Linked DNA regions of Gossypium hirsutum: region 1 is linked to region 2. The links are chromatin contacts, called in public Hi-C maps. All regions are on one chromosome and are shown on one strand. Each heading gives the region's core, a stretch centred on a gene start, on an enhancer-like site or on the middle of the called end of the contact. The rest is flanking DNA. Distances are from core to core; before and after follow the strand shown.

Evidence for each region. A called contact is a pair of places that touch in the nucleus more often than the background predicts.
Region 1: a contact with region 2 is called in a Hi-C map of leaf, with 3 times the contacts expected there. The contact joins the promoter of LOC107901610 here to the promoter of LOC107901598 in region 2. A contact is called at or near these places in 2 of 34 Hi-C or Micro-C datasets (both in leaf).

The regions. Positions count from the first base shown.
Region 1 is chrD06:23,277,712-23,283,258 of Gossypium_hirsutum_v2.1, reverse strand. LOC107901610 (EIN3-binding F-box protein 1) reads right to left here and starts at 1,432. Exons shown (of 2, transcript XM_016827681.2): 1 at 993-1,432; 2 at 1-179. The coding sequence starts at 1,017.
Region 2 is chrD06:22,881,815-22,887,206 of Gossypium_hirsutum_v2.1, reverse strand. LOC107901598 (signal recognition particle receptor subunit alpha homolog) reads left to right here and starts at 2,059. Exons shown (of 10, transcript XM_016827663.2): 1 at 2,059-2,310; 2 at 2,781-3,769; 3 at 4,361-4,445; 4 at 4,538-4,633; 5 at 4,739-4,891; 6 at 4,988-5,095; 7 at 5,258-5,377. The coding sequence starts at 2,802.

The DNA of each region.
Region 1 (5,547 bases), core at 183-2,682, 400 kb before region 2:
GGGGAGGACCTCGATTGAAGGCTTCTTTTGCTCAAACTTCCCTCCAGCGAAAACGAATGGGGCACTGATGCGGTACCTCTTGCAAGGAGGGAAATACACATCCTGGTTAGGGTACAAAAAGAGACTTGACTCCTTGAGGTTTGGGTAGATTGACCCCCCAGGGCAAAAATCATCACTTCCTGCAAACCAATACAAAGAACTATGAGATCAACAAAGCAAATTACAAGAAAACCGAGCTAAAATGTTTGAAAGATGTTTATTGATCAAATAGCACTTGTCTAGGGACCTAAGAGCTACATAAGGAGGCTAACAAAGAAACCTAAGAATATTTAACTTTCACACCATACAAGATCCATGAACTAGATGGAGCTTATAACTCAGAAAAATCCATCTCAGATGTAGTCCTGTCCTATGTAACTGAACAAACAACCTACTGCCTAAAAGACAGTCGTCCGAACAGATCCATTCAGAATAGACCTGATCTACAACCAAAACTCCTTTATTGCTTTCAAGTAGAAAGAATCATAAAACCATAAAAGAAATTAAGGTAAGAAACATCCTCAAAGTTCGTCCATAACATCAAAATCTCTTCACATATTTGACAGTTGAGGGCTAAACTAATAAGTGGCATGAAAAAAATGAACAATCAGATTGGTTCCAAAGGCACCTAATCTACAACTAGAATCACCTAAAGGCTGCTAATTTTTTTCCTCCCTTATCTAACTGAATTAACTAATTTACAGCCAAGACTAAAAAATTCCACATTTATCCAGTCAACCAAATACCATGAAACAAAAATCTTTGCTAAAAGGCTATTAAAACCATCCATGATACTTTTACAATAACGATAAAGACGAGTACCCTAAGTTACCTAAGATAACTCAAAAATCTAAAATTTGTTCATATAAAGAAAAAGGGTATCCACATATAAGACAACAGCTGAAAATTTTACAAAAAAAAAAAACAATAACTAGCAAATATGAGGAGCTTACCACTAAAAGCAAAGAGCTTTGACATGAGTACAGCTCAAAAAACCCCGGGAGGTCAAATATGCACTGTTCCACGCCCAAAAACCCTCCAAAGAGAGACCCAAAAAGGAAGAAGGCTAAAACGTCACCGTGTATGGCTTGAAGACACGAATGCATGAGAAAGACTGGAGCTTGAAGATGATGGGAACCCTATTAGATAGGGCAAAAAAAAAGAGTGAAAGAAAGAAACTGTGGAGAATGAGAAATGAAAGATGAGAGGTAAAGGAAAAAAGGGGTTGTTTTTATGATGAGAGGAGAGAGGTTTGGGTATGTGATAATACACTGGAAAGATACCCACATGCAATGTATTTGAGCAAAAATGTCGTTTTTTTTTTTTTCCCCTTCAATACTCTCTATCTTCTCCCCCACCACCATTTTCAATACCACTTACCACTTTTGCTTTTGTTGGTTTTTTATAATTGGCCTATTTGTTGTTATACTCCCTTTATTATCTTAAAATTGAGTCTATTTTAATTGGTCCCTTTATTTTACAAGAATTAAGAAGTTAGTCCTCCTACTTTAATTGGTTAAGGTATTTCCCTTTTGCTTTACGAAAATTAACAAGTTAATTTAATTGGATAACACTGTTAAATATTTTTTATATAAAATAACAATTCAACTATTCATACGCACCACATCAGTAAAAATAATAATTAAACAATTTATATGAAACGAATTAATAAAATTCACCAATTCAAATCCATGTATGACCGATAATTAAACTAACTTCTTGACTTTCGAACTAAATTTTGACAAATAAAATAGAGGGAGTAATTTCTGGATTTTATACTACCATTGATCTTTCTGATCATAGTGAAATTTCAATTATAATCTTACTGTTTTTTTTTTTTGTTCTCCGATCATAAATTGTCAATTTGAAATATAGATGTCTTTTTTTCCTCTCATAAATCCATGAAAAGTTACAAATATGTGAAGCAATTCCATATATGATAGGTATTTTTCCTTATATGATCTATGTTAAGCTTCGGTTTTGTAGGTAGAAACTAAATAACTTATGATATAAATTAAATCATTGTTAAAAATATGATAATTTAAAGTATCAAAATTTATATAAAATAAATTATTGATATTATAATTTTGCCTAAAATATAGGGTTAATATATACTATTTGGTACATGAGTTTGTCTTTAATATTTAATTTGGTACTTGAGTTTTTTCTCCAATTTGATACTTAAGTTTGGCTTCAATATTCGGTACCTAAATTTTTTAATTTGTTGTAATTGAGTACTTGAGTTTGACTTTGATGTTCAATTTGGTACCTAACCTTTTTTTTCCCAATTAAGTACCTATGCATTTTTACTAAAGCACTCGAGTTAAACATTCATTGGATTATATGATGTTGTTTGGTATGGATACCAAATTGAACATTGAAACTAAGCTAAGGTGGCAAATGATATATTAATCCTAAAATATACAATATAAAAACAACCCAAATATATAAAAGGCTAAAATATGCTTTGAGTCCCTATAATCTTCCTACATTTTAAATTTAGTCCCTCAACTTTTTATTATGTCTAGGGATTTAACCCCTCTTCTTTTCAAATTTCAAATTCAAGCCCAATTATTAATACTATTAAAATTCTTTTGTTGAATTTGTTATCGTGACATTTTTAATTTTTAAAAAGAAAAAAGAAACTCATTTGGTAGCCATGTGACAAGAAAATAATGTTGTAATGAACTTAAATTTAATAAAGGAATTGTAATAGTGCTAACAATTGAACTTACTTTTTAATTAGAAAAATAGAGAGATTAAATTTTTTAAATAAAAATAAACCAACTAAAATTCTATAAAAAAATTAAAGCATATTTTATTGTATTAAAATTTATAAAATTTTGTTTTTAGATGAGAAATAAATCCTCTACGTTTAGACCTAGGTGATTACAAATAGGAGAAATATTTTAGGGTAAATTATAAAAATAGTCACTTTCATTTACTTCAGATTACATTTTAGTCACTTATGTTTGAAATGTTACATTTTAGTCACTTACGTTATTGTTTTATTACGAAGTGGTCACTGTACTGTTAAACTTCGTTACCTCTCTAACGGCAGTCCTACGTGGCAGTCCAAATTGGTTTTAAATGCTAACTTGGATGTCCAGTTGCTGGAATGAAAATAGGTTTTTAATTAAATAAATTTAATTTAGACTACCACGTAGGACATCTAAGTTGGAATTTAAAACTCATTTGGACTGTCACGTAGGACCGTCGTTAGGGAGGTAACGGAGCTTAATGGTAGAGACCACTTTGTAATAAAACGATAACGTAAGTGATTAAAACGTAACATTTCAAACATAAGTGACTAAAATGTAATCTGAAACAAACAAAAATGACAATTTTGTAGTTTATCTAATATTTTATTATTAGGCATAAATCATTAATTATATAGTACTTTTATAAAGGATTCGTCCCAATTCATAGAACTGACTTAATTAAGTAACGTTATCCAACCTTAATTAAGCAACGTTATGAGTTAAAGCTTTTTTCCTTTCATGCCTTGTTTTATAAAGCTATACAGCTGTGGGAAATTTTATAGAAGGGGGGGAAAGGTAAGAAATAAATAATAACATTGTTACACCTTAAAATGGAAATTTAGCATTTTATTTGAGACAAGAAAGGAAGAGCATGCAAAACTCATTACCAAAAAGTCAAAAAAAACATGTTTTCAAACGTGTCAAATTGTTGGGCTGTTATACGTTATCTTGCGCAATTTAGGAATATGAATATACGTTGATCGAACATGCATGATTAAGATAAGAAAGCATTGAAATTTATTGCATGTTAAAAGGATAAATATAAATATTCTTGAGGCTTAGGTTTATCCAAATTCTATATTCCAATTTAATTCTTGATAATAAAAATTAATTCACTTCAATCTAAAATTAGTATAAATCAAATAATATAAATAATTTGACCCAACCAAACTCTCATTTTAAAAATCATATTTAAATTATACAATAATCAGCCCAACTGATAAGGTGTTCCAATGAAAATTAAGAGAGGAAGAGGGGAAAGTTTCCTCATTTGGTCCTACCTACCTAATTAATTAAGTTTTTGTTTAGAGTAATTTGGTGGGGGCAGCAATGTGACTTTTGATCAGTGTTATTCAAGGCAATTTAGATACATCCATCACCCACACAATTCTTTTTGGTTCATTTCACATCCATTAATATTAATTACGAATCCATATTATAATTTATTAATTAAATTGTTAAAAACTCTCTCTAAATTTAAAATTTAGTCCTTTTATTTTTTCAAAATTCTGGTTCAATTGTAAATTCCTGTTATAATCAACGTCAATAATGGCAGTACGAATGATCGCAAAGAAATAAGAAAAAAAAAATAAGAACACGCTGATTTTACGTGAAAAGCTCTTATCGGGAAAAAGCACGGGCAGAGGAGGATAAATTCACTATGTTGAAACACATACACTACAAGTGGAGTTAGACCACATCTATTTAAGCGTTAAACAATCCTGTTATAATCAATGTCTGATAGAAGAAGTATAGTGCCTCTCTATTTTATTTTTTTAACAAGTGACGGGATTCGGGTCACACAACTCTAATAATACTGTCAAAATTCTTTTGTTAAATTCAAGTTATTACTATATCGTTTTTGTTGCATAGCTATCAAGTGAGTTTTTTTTTCTATTTTAAAATGTTACCCTAGTGAATTTAACAAAACAATTTTAATGATGTTGACTATTGAACTTGAATTTAAAAATTTTAAAAATAGAGAAATTAAATTCTCGAAAATAAAAATTGAGGGACTAAATTTCAAATATATAAAAAATACAAAGACTTGGATGACTATTTAACCTAAAAAACAAGAGCGTTCAAGTTCCATGCTTTTAAACATAATACATGATCTTTGTATTATTCTTATTATGATATAGTATCATTTTTCTTTGTTCAGCTAGATAATGCATATGGCAACCTTAACATGGCCTGTCCATAGACATGTTCTAATAATGCTGTTAACACATAATTTTGTCTCCATAGTTAACGATAATGTAGCTTTTTAATTGGTCTATTAACTTTAAATTCCAAAATTTCATGAATAAGTAAGACATAATACAATATATGAGCTGAATTATATAGGATTTAGTTCGTTTATGTAGTAATCATTGCAAAGAATGTCAAGCTATTGATGAATTCTAGCGTATAATATTAATAATTCACAATCAAATATACTTATTATTCATATTTTTATCAAATATGATATTTATATTTGGTAAAAGTTATACATTTTAACATTGAAAGATAATGATGTTAATTGTAAATTTATTTAATTTATTAAATAATATGATCTTTTTTGAGTTTTAATTTTAATTTGATGAAAATTAATTGTCAATATTATTAACTAATTATAAATTTTATCAAATTAACTCTTAAATTCGAATTAAATATTAAAAAATAATATTTACATCTTTAAATATTAAAATATATAACTTTTATCTGATAAACTCAAATAATAGGCGAACCTATGTAATAAAATAGA
Region 2 (5,392 bases), core at 810-3,309:
TCTTAAAATTCGTAATAAATAAATAAGAAAATAATAAAACTTAATATAGATATATATATACACAAAATATTGAGGTCATATATAATTAAAATTAGGCCTTAAACTTGAACCCAATATGATTTAAACTTGAATTCAAGTTTGAAATCATAATTTCCCATAATAATCTCGTCCAAATATTTTACTCGCGTAATCTTCAATAAAATGGTCATAACTTGAGCTCCCGGACTTGAAATTGATTATTAAAAGTGAATTTTGAAGCTAGGAGGTAACTCTTCAAACTCTATGTAGACATCTCAGCTCAAAAATGCTTGGATTCTATCTAAAAATTTGTTACAAATCGACTAATCTTCCAAACTTGAAAATTGACAGCTTAGTTGAATTGATTTTAATAAATTTCACCCCATACACAGGAGCGAAGCTAGAAAACTTTTTTAGGGGGCCGAAATGAAATTTTAATTTTTAATAGTTTATATTTTATAATTTTTAAAAGATCAAATTAATTTTTTATAAATTTAAATGATGTCAAAATATAATTTTACCTTTACTAATTTAAAATTTTAAAATTTTCTAAATGATTAAAATAATTATTTTCTATTTTAAGGCCGGCCCTGACTGAATTTTGCGAGAACCCAAAATAATAAAAAATTGAAAACTAATCCAAACCCAAAACCGAATCCAAAATCACTCAAAAAGCTTTGGACTTGAATTTACCAGACTCAGATTTATCCGATTTGAAATTTGACCCACCCAATTGCTACCTCTAATAAACGTGATGCAGCATAAAACATGGTTACGGTGTAAAACGCAGTGTTCCGTTACTTCAGAAACTTGCCGACACGTGGCGTACATTGTAACTCCAGAAACGCGGTTTTAATAGATTTTCTTTTTTGTTTCTTAACTCCCCCAAAATGTCTGAAAACCTCAAGTAAAAACATTGCCGTGACGTGGCAGTTATTTTATTTCGATCTAATTCTGTATTCAGTCCCTTTTGAAACTTAATTCATTTATTTTTAATTTCAGAAATTTAATCTATTTACTTATATGATTTAAAAATTAGAATTTAATTATCGATTGAGTCTTAGTTCGGTTAATATAGGTATTATTGCAAGTGCAGGAAAACTTGGGTTCAAATACATACTAAAGTGTATTTATTTATAGGAATTATGGGTAATTTTAAGTATTGTATAAAAAATTAAATTTCAATTGGTAATGCTATTAACTGACTTGATAAACTTAAAATTTAACTCTTAAATTTTTAAAGTTGAATTTAATAAGTATTTAACCTGAATTATAAAAGTTGCTTCATCAAATTAAATGTTGAACATAAATATATTGTTTGTTTAATGTAAATGTTAAATTTTGAATGTTTTATTTTATATTTTTACAATTTATTTGAATTTAAATATAAAAATATTTTATATAAATTAAAATTTTAAATATAAACATATCATAAATTAAAAAATAAATATTTTTTAAAATGTCCAAATTAATAATAAAAATAATTATTTTAAATTATTATGGATTGATTTATAATTTAAAGATGAATAGATAATGTAAAAGACAAAAATAAAAGTATAAATTGAATAAATGTATTTTTTTATTAAGTGCACCCCTCATTTTATTTTTCAATAGTTTTTTTTAAAGTATCCATAATTATTAAACTATCACAAATAAATAGTTTGGGTAATTACAATCCATACTAAAGCTAACAAATTGATAGAATTAGAACTCATTCATAATAACCGCACATGAAGAGACTCGAACACTTCCACATAAAATTGTGCATGACCCTTTATATTTGTTATCAAACATGTCTAAAAACTTAAATAACATAAATTATTTCAGTAAATTATCAAACAAAACATTATATTAAATCTAAATATCTGTTATCAACAACACTTTAATTTCCAAATCAGAACTTTAAATACTAAAATATAACAAATTTAAATTTAACAAATAATTTATTAATGATATTATAAATTAAAGTTTAATTTTTAAATTAGGGAGTAAATTCATAAAAAAAAGAAAGAAAGTAGAGTCATATTTAAAACGCTTTTTTTTTACAGTGGCGTGCGCCCAATTTTGTCTCGTTGAAGAAATCTGGTCAAACCCAGATTCACTTTTTATTACCCTTCCAAAAACTTCATTTTTTTTTTAATCTTATTTAATTAAACGACCTATGTATACACCCACACCATAAACATTTTCTCAAATTTTTTCTTTTTAATTTTTTCTCTTTCAAATTAACCTCTTGTATTCTTTTATCTTTCTTTTTCTTTTTGTAGGATTTTGAAGATTCCAAAGAAACAGGTATTTTTCCTTTTTATTAACTTTTTCAGTGTTTATATGAATCTGCTTTATGTCGATTTTGTTTAATTTTTTTCATTTCTATGCTTGCGTTGAGGTTTATCTTTGATTGTGATTCGGTGATCTAAGAATCGGCTTGAATTCGAACCTAGTTTCGTAGATTTTTAGGTTGAATTTCTATTGCGGATCATGATTTTCTTTCTTTTTTTAATAATTATTATTTTTCCTTCAAGAAAAGATCAAATCGATCATTTTAAAAACTCGTTTTTAAAGTCTTTTGCTTGTTTCAATGAGTAATTTTCAAAATCCATGCTTTCTTAGTTCAATTATTGAAACATGTCTATTGATGTTCTGAACTAATATAGGATATGTTTTTCTAAAGGATGGAGAAAAAACGTTAAGTTTTTTGTTTGAAAAATCATTTAAATTTGTTGGGCATTTGAAATTTTGAGCTTTCTTTGATTTTATTGCAGGAGATTTATTGAGATTAAAGTATGTTAGAGCAGTTGCTGATATTTACCAGAGGAGGGTTAATCCTCTGGACTTGTAAAGAGCTTGGAAATGCTCTTAAAGGGTCACCAATTGACACCTTGATCCGGTCCTGTCTTTTGGAGGAACGGTCTGGTGCAGCATCATATAGCTATGATGCCCCAGGAGCTTCTTATACCCTCAAGTGGACATTCCATAATGAGCTTGGTCTTGTATTCGTTGCTGTGTATCAACGTATTCTCCATCTATTGTATGTGGATGAGCTTCTTGCGATGATGAGACGTGAGTTTTCGGAGATTTATGATCCAAAAAGGACGGTCTATAATGACTTCGATGAAACTTTTAGGCAGCTTAGGAGGGAGGCAGAAGCTAGGGCTGAGGAGTTAAAGAAATCAAAACAGACGGATAAGCCTGTCAATAATAAAAAGAAGCAAGGGCAGGTGCAGAAAGCTGGTTCTGATAAAGGAAGTAAGAAGAGTGAGGGTAGCTTGGCTACTGATGGTGGGGATGGTGATAAAGCGAAAGGTCATAAATTGGAGAATGGACACTCCAATGGTAATCATGTTGAGATGGAAGAACCTAGGGCAGGTGTTGTTAATGGTAAAGAAAATACTAGCTCCAATATTAGTGCTTTTGATGTAAGTAAGCTTCAGAAAAGAACTAAAGGTGGAAAGAAAACTGATACTGTTGTTAACAAGGGTTCCAAGCCGGACCCTAAGAAAAAGGCTACAAAGAAGAATAGAGTTTGGGATGATGCACCTCCGGAGACAAAACTGGACTTTACTGATCCAGTGGATGGAAACGGAAGTGGAAATGACAATATAGAAGTTGTTGCAGCAAATCAAGGCGAAAGTATGATGGACGTAGAAGAGATTATCAGCAGTGATAGTGAAGGTGAAGTAGATGACAACGTGCAGAAGGATAGCAAGCCTGAAGCTAAGAAAAAGGGTTGGTTTTCCTTTATGTTCCAGAGGTAATTTATTGATGTAGTTCCATCATTTTGGTCCTTACTTTTATTGTTGGATACATCTATTCTTTGAAATTGGAGGGCCCTACCTCCCTCCTCCCTTTTTTTTTAAAATCCATAGCTTATATTGTGTTCACTGTTCAGATGTTTGTCACAAAGTATGTTCTCATTACTTTTTATTTATTGTTCATAAAGCCACTTTCAACAGGAGCTGCAGATGTGGTTTAATGAGTTGATCACTTCAATGTTGTTATTATGTGGCTCAGTAGTAAACTGTGCAGAAGGTGGCATAAGTAGTCAATTTTTGAGATTTCTTCTCTTAGGCTTTACCAGTTAAAGAATGAAATAGTTAGACATCATTTTTTTATTCATTGTTACTTATTCTAGCCAAAAGGAGTTTTGAGTCTTTTTCGTTTCTCATCTTATCTTAAGATGACTCTTATTGTGCTAGCTTTAATTTGGATAAAGTACTATATGCTCCTAGGCCATGTTTCATGTGGGCTTTATACAACTTGCATGAGAAGCTTTAATCATCACCATTGTTGAATTTACCATGCAATTGCATCATTTATTCATTATCTATTTTGTTGGGCTCAGTTTTGCTGGAAAGGCTAATTTGGAGAAGGAAGACCTGGAACCAGCTTTGAAGGCTCTCAAAGATGGGCTTATGACCAAGAATGTGGTATGTCTTCTGCTAATTTGACATACTTGATTTCTGATGTATTAGTGCGTCTGAACATTCTGAGGATCTTCCATTTTATGTGGCATTTACAGGCTGAAGAGATAGCTGAGAAGCTTTGTGAATCAGTAGCTGCAAGTCTTGAAGGGAAAAAGCTGGCCTCATTCACAAGGGTCTCTTCGACAGTTCAGGTCTGCAAATTTTCCAACATAACTTTTCTTTGTTCTTTTTCTTTTAGCTTTCCTGCCTTTTAATTTTCTATAAATTTACTTGTGTATTGTAATCCGTGACTGCAGGCTGCCATGGAAGATGCCCTTGTTCGTATTTTAACTCCCAGGCGCTCCATTGACATACTGAGGGATGTACATGCTGCCAAGGAACAGAGGAAGCCATATGTTGTTGTCTTTGTTGGCGTTAATGGAGTTGGGAAATCAACTAATCTCGCCAAGGTTAAGCTGATTTAACTGCTCTATATACAGTTTTGTACTTAGGGACACGCTTTCTGGTACAATTGGCCAACCTTCAAAGTCAATGTTGTTTTGTAGGTTGCTTACTGGCTTCTGCAGCACAATGTTAGTGTTATGATGGCTGCTTGTGATACATTCCGTTCTGGTGCTGTTGAGCAGTTGAGAACACATGCACGTAGACTCCAGGTATCCACGTAGACTCCAGGTATCACATCAATCTTAAATGTTATATTTTTGACACATTTGGGCCATTATCTTCAAAGGCGGATTGTTTCATGTACCAACATGTATTATTGGCATAGCTACAGTTTGTTTTTATCTGACTTGCTACTTGTTGCACCTTGTCAGATTCCTATTTTTGAGAAAGGGTATGAGAAAGATCCTGCAATTGTAGCAAAGGAAGCAATTCAGGAGGCCACTCGTAATGGTTCTGATGTTGTTCTCGTCGATACAGCTGGTCGGATGCAGGTATCTTCTAAATCA